2 separate regions of the Mus musculus genome follow, and region 2 is linked to region 1. A link is a contact called in public Micro-C data. All regions are on one chromosome and are shown on one strand. The core of a region is the stretch at or near the end of the contact, and the rest is flanking DNA. Distances in the headings are between cores, read along the strand shown. Region 1 holds the start of Npepps (aminopeptidase puromycin sensitive). Region 2 holds the start of Plxdc1 (plexin domain containing 1).

Region 1 (7,448 bases), core at 1,916-4,415:
GAGTGAGTGCCAGGGCAGGCAGGGCTACCTAGAAAAGCCCTGTCTCAGAAAAACAAAAACAAATAAAAAAAGAAAAGAAAATTCATCTATGTAAAAAGACAATTTTTACATTCACCTTTCAGAAGTCCGACACCTGAGGCCAGGTTAAAAATCCACCAAGTCTCTAATATATAACGTGTACAAATACTCTGCATTCAATTTTGCAACTAAAACAACTAAGGCAACCATGAAAAATGGTTCAATATTCCATGTAGTATGATACGAACTGCTAAGAAAGTTACCTAATGTCATTAACCAATCTAAAATTTACAATGTTTTTAATTTCCACAATGATACCACCTAATGCTACTATTCCAACATACAGCGTCAAGGATCTAGTTGCTTTAACTACTGTGAATTCTTTTATACTTCAAAAGGGACAACTAAAAAGTCTAATTATCCCTTAATCAACTTGTTAAATTTGCTATTACCCCATCTTTATGTTGCCACCTAGCCTGAAAAGACTCTCTGGGAGGAAAAAAAAATTTTTTTTGTTTTGTGTTTTTCTTTTTTGAAGATCAGAAAGGTGGCTCAGTGGGTAAAGGCATTTGCTGCCAAGACTATTGAGTTAAGCTCAATCCCGGGGCCGACATGATGGAAACACAGAACCTACTCTGAAAACCTGTCCAGTGACCTCTATGGACATGCATGCCTCGGCACTCGTGTATGCACACCCACACACACCTATGCACTCACAGTAGGACACAAAATTAAAGACGGGAATGCCTTGTTCCTTCTTTGTAAAGTCTATTCTATCAAAAAGATCCAGTTACTTCCTTGGATCAGATTCACAAATCAGCCAGACATGATGGTGTGTGTCAAGAATCTAAGCTGCTCTGGAGGTTGAGGCAAGAGACAGTGAGTTCAAGGACACTAAGTCCCGCTGCTAGGTAACATACAACCTTGTGCTTCCGCAAAGGCAGAAACCAATCTTCCACATATTATCATCTCCTTTTGTTTGTTTTGTTTTGTTTTTCAAAACAGATTTTTCTGTGTAGGTAGCTCTGGCTGACCTGGAACTCACTCTATAGTCCAGGCTGGCCTGGAACTCAGAAATCCACCTGCCTCTGCCTCCCAAGTGCTGGGAATAAAGATGTGCCCTCCAACTTGTTTCCAGCTCTTCAGAGAAGTAGGAAGAGGTAAACGTGATTACTATGGAAACTAAGCAGCCTGAGTTAGAACCCGAGATCCCATAGTGAAAGGGTAAGAGACAGAGAGTATACATACCATAGCTCCCACGCACCCCCACCCACTCACACACAAACACACTTTTAGAGGGGGGGCGGGGCGGGGGAACATGTTGCTGCTTGTTGTTCTAACATGTCCATAAACCTCAATAACCTGTAAGCAAATCTGTACTGCTTTTTCCTCAATGTCTTCACTCAGTGCGCACACCTTCCAGATTTATTAACTCGGGCCAGCTTCCTTAAAGTTAGTGTTTTCTCATAATTCAAACTCATCCCAAGTGTAGGCCCTTTCTCCAAAGGTCACAAGGCACTCTGCTGTGGACAGTGATGCTGCCAGCATCTAAGGCTGGCAAAGCCAATGTTCCAAATCTAAAAGCATACTTTTAAGTTCTGTACTTTTACACAGATTTTCAAACTCGAGTATCATACTTTCTCGGCTTTCAAATCACTCAAATTCTAGTCTACGTTTCTCTCATTTCATTGCAACACACACCCTCCCTCATCTTTTTGGTTGAGGCCTACTGGCCTGGCTTCCTCCACCACTCGTGTTCCCCAACCCCTAGCTGGGGTAGGAAAAGAAACGGAACCAATTCTATTTCCACCACTCCTGTCACAGATAGCTATCAAACAGCTCCCAATTTTCATTTCCGATCTCACGTAACACATCATACCCATGGTTATTTATCGTAACCGTTTGAGACCTCTGTGAGCCATCTATATGGATGGTCTCCGAAATCAAACAATACTGCCAGATAATGCTTCGGGGAGGAGGGAGGAGCGTATGATTCACCAAAAAAACTGCAAAGAAGAGTAATGGAATATTTTCACCAGTGGCAGGCTAAGACTGAGAGCTTTCTTTCAGAAGAGGGGACTGCTAAGCAACCGCCACTGAAGCAATAAATCCACCAGCTTCACAGGTTGCGAGAGCAAGGCGGATAGGAGAAGAGGAGCTAGGGTCCTCCGCGGCTTCTCTGGAGGTTAGGGGAGAACAAAGTCACTGCTGCACTGTCATTTGAGGGGAAGGGGGAGGGGGCGGATCATCCTGGAAACCCGGCCCCTGGGCAGGATCAGGCCGGGAGAACTCGGTGAGGCTGCCTGGGATTAACATTCTCGCTCCACTCCCCCCTGCCCCCAACCTTCTAGACTCGCCCCTCCTCGCTCTCAAGTGCCTGATGACCGCCCCTTCCAACCTATCCCCGGCGGAGTAAAGGGACGACCAGGAAAGAACGCAGTCCGCAGGGGTGCCACCGAGCAGGCAGTCCTAGCCCCTTCTAGTTCCCCAGCCCCCACCCAGCCTCTCCCGGAGCTCGGGGCCCGGAAGGCGGGGACCAGGGGCGCTGCACACAGGTGTGCTGGCCCCCCGAGGGGCGCACCGCCCGCAGACTCCCGCAGCGCGGTCCCCGCCCGGCCGGCCGGCTCGAGGGGCGCGCCGCACCCGCCTCCCGCTCGGTCCCGCGGCCCACGCGCCCAACCCGCCCCGGCCTCCAACCCAGCCCGCGGGCGCGGCCTAACTGCTCGCCCGCCCGCCCGCTGCTCGCCCCCCGGCGCCCGAGGGTCGCAGTACCTGGGCGGCGGCCTCCAGCTTGCCCTCGAAGGTGAAGTCCAGCAAATCGGGCTTGAGGCAGAGGCTGTAGTTGATGGGCGACACCTCGGCGGGCAGCCGCTCGAAGGGCCGCTTCTCCGGCATCGCGGCGAGGCCCAGGCTGTGGAGGCGGCGGCGGCGGCGAGAGGAGCGGCTGAGGAGGAGAAGGAGGGGAGGAGGCGGAGGGCCGAGGAGGAGCAGGCGGCGAGCGAGGGAGGGGACGGCGGCTGCCAGCCACATTCACCGGGCGCGGGCGACCGCCTGCCGAGAGCCGCCGGGGAGGCTGGGGCGGGGGACAGACCCAGCGGGTGCCTGGGCCGGGCGGGCGGGCGGGCGGCGGTGCGGGCGGGCTGCCTACGGGGAAGGGGGCGGAGGGGAGGGCAGGGGAGGAGGGCGGGGAGGGAGGCGGCGGCGGCTGCGTGCGCGACCCCGCGGGGCGGGCGCGACCCCGCTGAGGGCGCGCGCCGAGGGCGGGGCGGGGCGGCGAGGCCGCGGTCGGCGAACGGGGAAGGCGAGAGGAGGCGCTTGGCGCTGCACCTGTCGTCGGCCGGTGGCAGGAAAGAGCCACGAAGGGCATGGAGGAGCTCTGTGGAAAATGGAAGCCTACGCAGCGGTCAAGTCAGCGCGGGGGGGTAGGGGACGCGTGGAAAGAGCCATTCCACCTCAGCGGTGTGAGCCCGACCTGAGGCTTTTTTTTTTCCCTAGGAAATAGCCAGTTGAAGGGATGATCTGAAAACAGTTTTCCGAGGAAACACTTAGTTATTCAAGGTCGCTCCAACCAGTGAAATCTAGACCTTTTAGGAGAGTGGTTTCAAAGACTAGAAATACAGGATCCCACGATTTCATATTTAAAACAAGATGCTTCATTGCTGGGCACGGAGGCTGAGGCAGGACGATCATCATGGGCCAGCCTGGACTACAGAGTGAGTTCCAGAATGGTCTGGGCACACAGTAAGATTTTGATTAAGAAAACACAGATGATAATAATGATCAACTGTCTGTTTCCGGATTTTTCCCTTCCTGTGGTGCTAGGCTTTGAACTCAAAGCCTCTACACAGGCTGGGCAAGCGCCATGCCACTGAGCCACACCCCCACGCCCCTTGTTTTTGTTTCTGCTTTTTTAACTGAAAAGACCCTTTACCAGTTGTGACTTCTGTAAAAGTATCCTAACTGTGGCTCCCTCCATTCTGTAGTTATCTCTAAGACCTATGTTTAAATCAAGGCAAAAATATTCCTAAAAGCGTATTTCTTTTATAGAAACTTGTAAGGTAGAGTCAAAACTAAACAAGCACTGTCCTACAGACATGACACTGTGAGCCACTAGATAGAATTAAAACAACAGAAGTTATTGCACCTCATCTCCCTAGCCCAATATATTCAGATTATAATTTCATCATGTAATGCATTTTAAAGATGCTAATGAGGTGCCTGGCAGTGGTGGTACTGGCTTCTGGAGGCAGAGGCAGGCAGATCTCTCTGAGTTTGAGGCCAGCCTTCACTACAGAGTGAGTTCTAGGACAGCCAGGGCAACACATGGCTAATGCCTACTGTATTGGGCAGCACAGTTGTGGATCCTCAACCTGCCCTGCTTTCCTCCAAAAATCCTACGTGCTTTTTAGAAACACAGATGCAATTCTTAAAGAGACGGGCCTTTAATATGTCTGGAATACTTGCTAACACTTTACACGTTCATTTTATCTCTCAGACGCTCTGTGAGGTGGACCCCCAACCTGTTTTATATATGCAAAAACAGGCACATAGAAAGATCATGACTTGCTCTAGACCTGTGTACAGCTAATAATTGGTGGAGCTGGAATTGAGACCCAGTTGTTTCTGGTTTTCTCCTTGAGAACATTATAAACAGCTTCCTTCATAATTCTGCCAGTTTGGTTTATTCTAATCCAACTGTGTATGATCTCCTCAAAATGTTTGCATTTAAAAAAAAAAAAAAAAACAAAAGGCTTCCTCCTGTCAAAGCAAAATTGATTTATAACCATCTAAGGCTGCCTATGAGCTGTTTACCCTTTAACATCAATTCTACAGTCTAACTCGATTACTGTCTAGCCCTCACAGATTGCTAATTTGCTCAGGAATGAGTGTTTCAGTGGCCTGCTCATCCGTTTTTGTGAAATGTGCGCCCCTCCCTTCCCTCACCTTGCCAGGAAGAGTTCCATTGCAGAACTCCACCCTGCTCTAGCCCTTTCCGATTAGCTCCGGAACTCTGCCGATTCATGTGGACTTGGTCTTATGTTTTGCAATTGAATATTAGGTTTGTAGATCTTTGTAGGATGAGCTAGCAAGAGCTGGCTTGCTTTTTTTTTTATTTTGTTTTTAATGTTTTTTTTTTTTTTTCCTCTTGGACAGGGTTTCACTCTATAGCCTATGCTGGCCTCAAAATCACTATATAGAGCAGCCTGGCACGGAGCCTTTCAGCAGTTTTCCTGCCTCAGCCTTACAGGCAGCAGCAGCAGCCCCACCACCAGTTGGTTTGTTTCCCTATTTTATTTTCCATTTCTCCTCCTCTACTTTTCTATCTTTCTTTCTTTTTCAAAAACAGGGTCTCACTATATAGCCCTGGCTAGCATGAAATTAACTATGAAAACTGGTTGGCACTTAACTCTCAAAGATCTGCCCATCTGTGCTTCCCAAGTGCTAGAATTAAAGTCCTAAACCACCGTGCCCTGTTGTTTCTTCTCTTTAAGGCAGGCTCTCACACTGAGGCCTCAGCCTTTGGGGTGCCGGGATTGCAGACTTGAGCCACCACTCCTCAGTCTTTTCATTTTCCTTCTGATTCATTTACTTTTCAAAGAGCTCACTCTCTACTTCTTTTATTGCTTTCAGTACTAGGCCCTGAGCAAAGTGCATCTTGGTTGCTATTGAGCCAACTAAACAATAGGCCAAGAGAGAATTCTTCTTCAGTCTGTGCTGTCTCTCCTGTACAAAAAAAATCTGTCCCACAGGGAAACTGTGAACCTACAACTATAGACAATCTTTTATTAAATCACAGGATTAAGAATGGCGATGCGTGGGCTGGTGAGATGGCTCAGCGGTTAAGAGTGCCGGCTGCTCTTCCAAAGGTCCTGAGTTCAAATCCTAGCAACCACATGGTGGCTCACAACCATCCGTAACGAAATCTGATGCGCTCTTCTGGAGTGTCTGAAGACAGCTACAGTGTGCTTACATATAATAAATAAAAAAATAAGAATGGCGATGCGTACGCCAGGCATGGTGGTGCACGCCTTTAATCCCAGCACTCAGGAGACAGAGGCAGGTGGATTTCTGAGTTTGAGGCCAGCCTCGTCTACAAAGTGAGTTCCAGGACAGCCAGGACTATACAGAGAAACCCTGTCTCAAAAAACCAAAAAATAAATAAATAAAATAAACAAAAAAAAAAAAACCAACAACAACAAAAAAACAAAACAAAGGCCTCTTCTTCTAGTCTATAAGCGTCAATAAAAACTTGGGGGCGAGGTGGAGAACTAGAGAGATGGCTCAGTGGTTAAGAGCACTGTCTGTTCTTCCAGAGAACCTAGGTCAGTTCCCAGCAATCACATGGCAGCTCACAACTGTTAATTCCTCCTATTCTAGGGGATCTGACACCCTCCAAGGGACATACATGCAGTCAAAACACCAATGTACATAAAATAAAAATATATTTTTTTTAAAAAAAACTAAAAGGGGTTCGAGGCTAGCCTGGTCTACAGAGTGAATTCCAGGACAGTCAGAGCTATACAGAGAAACCCTGTCTTAAAGAAAAAAAAAAAAAAAAAGTTAAAAGGGGGCTGGCAAGATAACTCAGTGGCTAAAGGCACTTGCCTCCAAACCTCACAATCTAAACTCCGTCCCCAGAAGCCACACAGTGGGGGAAAAAACAGACTCCTAGGAGTTGTTTTCGCTCTCCACTTACCTGTGTCACAAACACAAAACCTACAGAAGCAATGGATGGGGTAGGGGTGTATGGAAAAGAGAATTAAAAAAAAAAAAAAGTTAATATGGCCCTGTGTGGAAAGCTCATACCTTATAATCCAGCTACTTAGAGGGGTGGGGCTGGAGGGCCAGGAGTCTGAGGCCAGCCTGGGCTACTTAGTTAGCCTGCGCTATCTTCCAAAACAAAAACAACCAAACAACTGTTGCCTGCATCTGCCAGGTGTGACCTGTGCAATTGTAACAACAGCACTTGGAAAGTGAAACAGTAGTAACTGAAGTTAGTTCACCATCATCCTTTGCTACATAGAGAGTTTGAGAGCAGCCTGGGCTACTTGAAACCCTGTCTCAAATAATAACAAAAAGAATAGACAGGTATAGTGTTTTACACCTTTAAACCTAGCTCAGAAGGCAGGTGGGTTTCTGGAAGTTCAAGGTCAGCCTGCTCTACAGAGTGAGTTCCAGCACAGCCAGGGCTACACAGAGAAACCCTGTCTCGAAAACCCCAAAATAATTTTTAAAAATAAAAATTTAAAAGGCTAAGAAAATAGGTTTGGGGTCTAGCTGAGTGACACAGTGCCTGCTTAATCCGGAGCTCAAAAGGAGATAATTTCAGTGTCATCTCTGACCAAGAACAAGATGTACACATTTCCTTCCTTGGTTTCACCATCCATAAATAAGATATGTGCTGCAATTGTGGCTTGAAACTTTCTATG
Region 2 (7,448 bases), core at 4,142-6,641, 710 kb after region 1:
ATCTGGGCTCCCCGTTCCAGCCCACCACCCCTAAGCTAGGACCTGGCAGTCTTTCCTCTTGAAGCTGCAGCTTCTCTGTGTAACAATCACACCAATAACAGGGCTGATCCCGGTACTGAGTAAAAACCATTCAGGCATCCCATCCATCTAGGAGTAAGGGTATGAGTTCTATGCAGGATGACGGAGGAAGAGCAGAGGAGGCTCAGAACTAGGAATCCCCAGAAGTGTCTCCCCAGCTACAGCATGTCTGCCCTTCCAGTTGGATGAGCAAGATGTCACCTCTTAGTCCGTGCCAGGAGTCAGTGCAGCTGGTTGGTCACATAGGCACAGGACCACATAGATGTCTGGGCACACAGCCTTGAAGCCTAATGGAAGCTACAGCCTAACAGATTTACATGGAGGGCATGCCTGGGCACCCCTGGGCACCCTTGGTGCTGATTCTGCCTCTCTGTTCCCATTCCATCCTTGGCCTCCAGAACAGAGACTAAACCATCACTCAGGGCTATACCATCTAAGGGCATGGTGTGACAGCAGTGGCTCCAGGAGACAAAGCCACTCTCAGTGGTCTTTCATCCTTTCTTTCATCCCCATGCCAATCAACCCCAGGAGATGGGCACTAGCATTAGATCTGTTTTATAAAACAAGGCTAACAACCCGCCTCTGGCTCACCCACTCATTCCATGGCAGGACTGGAACTAAGGCCGGCCGGCTTCAGTCTGGCAGAACCATAGAGCACAGTGCAGTATGGCCAAGCGTAGCAGCACTCCCTTAAACTCAGCACTCAGGAGGCAGAGGCAGGCAGAGCTCTGTGAGTTCAAGGCCAGCCTGGCCTACAGAGCTAGTTTTGGGTCAGCCAGGACTGTATATAGAGGAGTACAAGGATCATGCCCCCAGCCCCTGATCTGGCACAGCCCTGCTGCAGTGTGAGCAGGGCTGAGGAGGAACTGGGTTGCACCACCCGGGGCCTGACCCAACTCAAGCTAGCCATACTGCCTCCATATTGTTCTGACTGCTGATGCTCTCTCTGGGTATCCATTTCACCTTCCACCCGGTATGCCCTAGAGCCAGTTGCCCACACACTCGAGCTAGAGCAAGCCGCATGGAAGACCCATGTGATCCATCATTCTTGCATCCCTCTCACCGCACCCCTGCAGCTGATCTGAGAGCTCTTATGCCCATGTGATCCATCATTCCTGCGTCCCTCTCACCGCACCCCTGCAGCTGATCTGAGAGCTCTTATGCCCATGTGATCCATCATTCCTGCGTCCCTCTCACCGCACCCCTGCAGCTGATCTGAGAGCTCTTATGCCCATGTGGTCCATCATTCCTGCGTCCCTCTCACCACACCCCTGCAGCTGATCTGAGAGCTCTTATGCCCATGTGGTCCATCATTCCTGCGTCCCTCTCACCACACCCCTGCAGCTGATCTGAGAGCTCTTATGCCCATGTGGTCCATCATTCCTGCGTCCCTCTCACCACACCCCTGCAGCTGATCTGAGAGCTCTTATGCCCATGTGGTCCATCATTCCTGCGTCCCTCTCACCGCACCCCTGCAGCTGATCTGAGAGCTCTTATGCCCATGTGGTCCATCATTCCTGCGTCCCTCTCACCACACCCCTGGAGCTGATCCCAGGGCCCTTACGGCCAGGTTCTGCTTTCTCTTTCTCTCACATCCCTCCTGGCCCTCTAGGACCTAGGCCTGCCATTCAGCCACCATAGATTCACAAAGTCTTCTCAGCCAAGAACGCTGTGCTCCTAAGTAACCCGCTTCCCCGTGAGCTTCTCCTCATCCTTCAAATCTGACAAGATGCCGTTGCTTCAAAAAGTCTCCCTGACGCTTCTCTCCTCCTCACCCAGATGCCAAGGGCACCACCCAAGCCGGCCTCCTGGACTGTCATGTCCTTGGTCACCTCTGCATCTAGAATTCTGGGCACTGCAAGGACCAGTGTTCAGGAGGCACCCGTGAGTGGAGGGGGTGGGAGGCTGGCAGGAGGAGGGAGAAACTCAGCACCCAGCCTCTAGGACTGAGACCCTCCCTCGGGCACAGCCCTGCTGGAGACCATCGATGTTCTATCACAGCACTGACAGAAGACAGGTTTGCCACCAAGCTGGAGGCCCAACCTTGAACCAGAATGCCACAGTTTACAGACTCTGGAAGCCTCCGTCTCTGACAGACAAGATGAGGTGAGAACAGTTCTATCACTTGCTAGGTTGAATCTTCAGCAAACCATCTACACAAACCAGCCGGCAAGACCAACCTCCCAGGCAGCGCTCGGGGGAGTTGTAGCTCAGTTGGTAGAGTGCTCACCTCGCATGTCACCTAGCATGCCAGAAGCTCTGGGTTCAATTCTCCAGGGCTCTATTAACATGACATGATGGCGTTACGCCTGGAATCCCATTACCCAGTGCTGTCGGGTGGAGGCAGAAAGTCAGGGCCATCCTCAGTTACAAGTGAGTTCAAAGCCAGCCGGGGCTACATGACACTGTGCCTCCAAGTCCTGGTCTTTGCTTCATACAAGGTCACACAAGGTTGTCCCAGGCCTAACAAATCCCACCTCCTGATATAAAGCCCCTCCTGGTGAGACCCTGCCCTTCACCTTGGAGATTAAAAGGGTGCACAAGAAAAAGGGACACAAAGTAGCAGAAGGGGTGGGGTGGGGTGAGGTGGGGGATGGGGCTCTGCTTTCTGAGGATTACCCCAAGGGTTCAGTTTTGTTTAAACAGGGTCACCTGGCTGCTTTGTGTAGGAGGCTGGCCTTGAACTCACTATGTAGCCGAAGATGACCTTGAACATGAGATCCTTTTTCCTCCAAGTGGCCTTGCTCTCAGTGTGGCCCACCGTGCCCAGCTTTCCCACACACATTTATTAAGCAGATTTCCACACAAGGTGGGGGTGTGGGGGATGGGGGTGGGGGTGTGGAGGAGTTCTCAGTGACAGGAGGGCATGGTCCTGAGCACAAACACTCTGCATGTCTTCCCGTAGACACAGCCCAGTGAACCAGGACAGTATGGTGGTTGCCCAGGCCCTCCCAGCAGGGTAGATCTCTCTGAGGAGGGAAGCCTGCAGCTGACAGGAAGAGCAGCAATCCCAGAAACCATTGTGAGGAATCTGAATTTTAGTCAACAGTATATTAGTTTATTGGGAGGCCCCTGGTGGGCAAGGAGGAAACTGAAAGCAGATTAAGGTTGGTTGGGTTACAAAACATCTGTTTGGCCCTGACTCTAGAGACAAGCAACCTTGGCTCAGAACATAGGTGACTGCAGGGATTGCTTGTGAGTTTCCAAAATGGCTGCCTGAAAGATTCTCCCTTCTGTGTGTATCCTGGATGTCTTTGGTTTCTCTGGGACCAGACCATCAGTGACCCCTTCCTGGGCCTGGAGGCCATCTTCCTCTCTGCCTGACTACAGGCTGCTTCTGGGCTCTCCTCAGTAGACTCCTTCCTTCTTCAGGTCATCGATGCCTCCTGTGTCCCTTGTAAGGATGATGATGGGAACAAGACTGTAGGGATGGAGGAACACCAGCCCTGATGGGGACACCATTGCCCCAGGTGGAGCTAGGCCTCCTTGGGTCCCCCACTCCCACCCCCTCATTGACCTCAGGGGCTCTATCATACAGAGCAAGCAGCCAGTCTCCATGAAGGACCCCTCCCAGCCTTCCCCATTCCCCCACATCCTCAGATGGCCTCTACAAAACCTTACTACCAAACCCAGCCCAACCTGGGATGAGTCAACAATTGCCCTGACGGCTTTTTACAGCTTCCTAGGGTCTAACCTCAATCTCACTTGCTGCAGATGCCCGATGTCTTCCAGATGAATCTAAAAGCAGAGACGGCTAAGTAGTCTGTACTTACAAAAGTGACACTTGTCTCTGGGTCCCCTGATGTAGCCAGCTCCCTTCCTCAACCCTCTCCTCGGCCCAAATCCCTCATCAACCCAGCCATATCTGAGTTCAGGAAACACACCAGCCTAAGGCTGAAAAGGACTCGGGACTTAACCCACTCAGTCCCTTTCTAGTTACCATTTTAAGATAAATTATCAGTTGCCTGTACCTGTCCGAGAAGTAAAGAATATCTTAAGGGGGAAAAATAATCTTTCATAACTCCACCTTCAAGAGCCAAAGATTTAGTCAAGAACCTCTTTTTATACATCAAAAACTGAGCCCAGAGAAAGTAACTTGGGTAAGTAACTCGCCCAAGGTCACACAGCAAGTGAGACAACAGAACTAAAAGCTAAGTGCTCAGCTACCTTCTGTGGGAGCCACCATGGACACCGATGGGTCCACACTAGTCTCTGGACATGTGACTTCTCTGTCCTCTACCCCCGCAGTCACCACCAGCATCCTCCACTCATACCATCTCATCCCAACCCAGATTCATTTGGACTACCTACCTACCGTGACCATCAAAGTCAAGAACACAGTTAGGCACTATGCTGACACAACAGCAAGTGGGACACTCACTTCCCTTTTAAGGAGCTTGTGAAATCACCCTTATTCCCAGCCCCCACCTCCCCGAGAAAGCCTGGGTGCAGAAACTAAACCATATATATTTTTAAAAACGGCCTTTCTTGATAACGTGAGGGATTCAAAGTAGATCCCTGAAAGGACCTCAAGAGGAAGAAATGGCTTGAGAAACTGGTCTAGAGGAAAGAGGAGTGTGCAGAATGGAAGCTCCTCCTCCACCCTCACCCCCTTACCTCCATGCTCAGCCTGTGCAACTGAGAACCGAGCAGAACCTAGCAGGGGGGAGAAGGGAACCCTTGACCCTGGGAGATCGGGGAGCAGCTGGCTGCTTTTTCCTGGGGTCCCTGCCTCTCCACCAGTACGCAATAGGTAGGGGAAGCAAGTTAGACGGCCAGGCTGGTGCCAGGATGTCTCCCATCCTCCGGCGACTCCCACGCAGTCACAAGCCCAACTGGGACCCCACCTAGAGCAGCTGAGAGAGGCAGCAGGGAAGAGCATGGAAAAGAAAAGCAAACGCCTCTCTGAAATGATCGCCGGTCCCTGTGACTATTCTGGAGACCCCGGCCTGGGTCCCTCCACGTCCTTCCGACAGCAGTAGGAGGTGCGCACCCTCTGTGCGCACACAGAGAAAGTAGGGTCCTTGTCCCCTATCCCTGGCGTCCTGAGGACAGGACCCAGGTCCCGCTGGCGGGTCTGCACCTGCCCTGGCCGCGCGTCCTACCTGCGGGTGTTGCGGGACTGAGCGCGCGCGCGGCCCCGCGGAGTAGCAGCAACTGCAGCAACCAGAGCTGAGCTCGCATGGTGGGCGCGGACGACCTCCGGGTCTGCGCGGCGGCGGCGGCGGCTGCAGAGGGAGCAGCCCCGGGCTGGGCGAGCGGGGAGCGGGAGCGGAGCGGGCAGGGCGAGCGAAGCACGGCGCTGCGGCCTTGGGGAGCGCGGGCGGGAGAACCCAGAGGGCGGGGCGCAACGCTGGGGTCCCCGCCTCCCGGAGCTCCGCGCCGCACCCCACGGGACCCGGGACCGCGCCGGGACATCTCTGGTTACCGAGAGAACCCCGCTGCCCCAGAAACCTAAGTAAAAGGCCGAGGTGAAGGGCCCCAGGAAGCGCCCCTACTTGGGCCGTTGGCTCCCACCACCCATCCCAAGAGCATGCGACTTTCTGAGCTAGTCCTTGTACTTCTGTGGCTTCCTGGTGTTCTACATAAGTGCACACACAGACACGCACCAGGAATCTCCCGCAGTCGAACCGCGCCCCCCCCCCCCGCCCCCCAGCTTCTACCCCAGAAGAGGCACGAATTGCGTCTCCCCAGTTGACTGCTTCACAGCCCATCTCCAGCACCGACCCCACCCCATTCCATCCCACACCCACACCCCCCTCCCGTCCAGCAGACATGTAGGTGCTCGAGACTGGCACATTCCCACTTTGAAACAGCTCGGTGCCCCTTCCACAGAAAGGCCAGATCAGTCCAAGATAGACCCAGAGCCAGAAGTGGCGCCCACTGCCACCACACTTTACCGGACTCTGGGAATAGGGCACTTCCCCCCCACCCCACCCCCTTCAAGTATGGAATAAAAATACCCGCAATTTAGGAGATTTAATAGACGGCATGGAATCAGGTCAAGGCACGAAGGTGCCTGTGACCTACTTCATGGGAAGGAGAAGAACTGGGGCCTAGAGAGTGGAGAGGACTGAGGGGCCCCTGGCTTCCTCTGTGTAGGGGACCTGGAGAGTGCGGAAAGAAAGGGTGCAGAGACTGCTTCCTGGGACTTATCCCCAGAAGAAGGCTGCAGCTGGGGACAGAAGTAGAGTGTGGGCTTAAGTAGGTGAGTGGCCTGGCACTGAGGTCAAAAGAAGGACCAAGAAAGGAAATGAATCCCAGTGTCACTCTCCTCTGGGTCCAAAAACCTAGAGGTGGTCTCCCCAAGACCTCAATATAATATTATGTAATACTATGAGCCAAGGCAAGCCCCGCAACCAAAGGGACTTTTGTTAGTTTTCCAGGTAAGGACTAACGCCGTCGACCAGGTTGGTTTCGAACTCACGATCACTCTTCAGTTTATTGAAGGGATTACAGAGGTGAGCCCACCAAACCTAGCCAGCCATTGACTTTCTAATTCCTTGCCTGAATTCTCCCAGGACAGCCTCTGGGGTATCGAAGAAACCGTCCCTTCCAGATGTGGCCTCCTACCGCCACCCAGTGGACCCGTGATGAGCCACGGGGCTGCCGTTTAGCTGATCTCTTGAAGAGTTAAGAGACTGCCCGCGCAGGCGCCGCGAAGGGCCTCTATAGTGTTCCAAGATGGACCTCCAGCCTCAATTCTGGTGTCGTCGTGCGCGGTCAGTCTCGGTGCCCGTTCTCCATAAAGTCTTGTATTGGGGCTCAGGCAAAAGCAACAACTTGGAAATATTAGAAGCAAATGGCGTGGACAAGTTTCTAACCGTAAGCCTCTAGAACTTGAGCATGCACGGGAAGTACTTCTCAGAACGCATATTTCTAGCCCCACCCAGGGATAGTTCACTGGGTCAGAGAGGAGGCCAAGAATCTTCATGTCTAGCACGAGCCCAAGTCCCGTGGTGCTAGTCACATTCGGAGAGCCACTGCCCTGAAAATTCCCAGTTCCTTACCACCGTCCCCGCTCCCTGACTGTTTGGGAGTTGGCGATGGAAATATTGCCATAAAAATATGCGGGACGTAATAAGGTCTTCCAAAGAAAAGAGTGAGCCTGCTAGGGGGCACCCGGATTTGAACCGGGGACCTCTTGATCTGCAGTCAAATGCTCTACCACTGAGCTATACCCCCTCTGCCGGTAGCTTTGCGTCAGTTACTACTTGGTGCTAGTCTAGCGCAGGCGCACTAAAGCGTCTTTAAAAGGGAAGACTGATTCGAAGTTATCAAGAAACACGAGGACCTGACCTACCAGATTACTAGCTTCAAAACAAAAGCTGTTTCCTGATGATCTGAGATTCCTTCCAAAGGCAGAAAAA

Evidence for each region. A called contact is a pair of places that touch in the nucleus more often than the background predicts.
Region 2: a contact with region 1 is called in a Micro-C map of embryonic stem cells, with 6 times the contacts expected there. The contact joins the promoter of Plxdc1 here to the promoter of Npepps in region 1. A contact is called at or near these places in 1 of 484 Hi-C or Micro-C datasets (embryonic stem cells) and 1 of 115 datasets of contacts at active chromatin or transcription factors (bone marrow-derived dendritic cells).

The regions. Positions count from the first base shown.
Region 1 is chr11:97,277,411-97,284,858 of GRCm38.p6, forward strand. Npepps (aminopeptidase puromycin sensitive) reads right to left here and starts at 3,166. Exons shown (of 23, transcript NM_008942.3): 1 at 2,791-3,166. The coding sequence starts at 3,048. It overlaps Gm11592 (a long non-coding RNA gene), which reads left to right and starts at 3,284. Exons shown (of 3, transcript XR_001780313.2): 1 at 3,284-3,731; 2 at 5,173-5,294; 3 at 5,816-5,899.
Region 2 is chr11:97,981,055-97,988,502 of GRCm38.p6, forward strand. It overlaps Plxdc1 (plexin domain containing 1), which reads right to left and starts at 5,392. Exons shown (of 14, transcript NM_028199.3): 1 at 5,184-5,392. The coding sequence starts at 5,262. n-TCgca55 (a tRNA gene) reads right to left here and starts at 7,263; the gene lies at 7,192-7,263.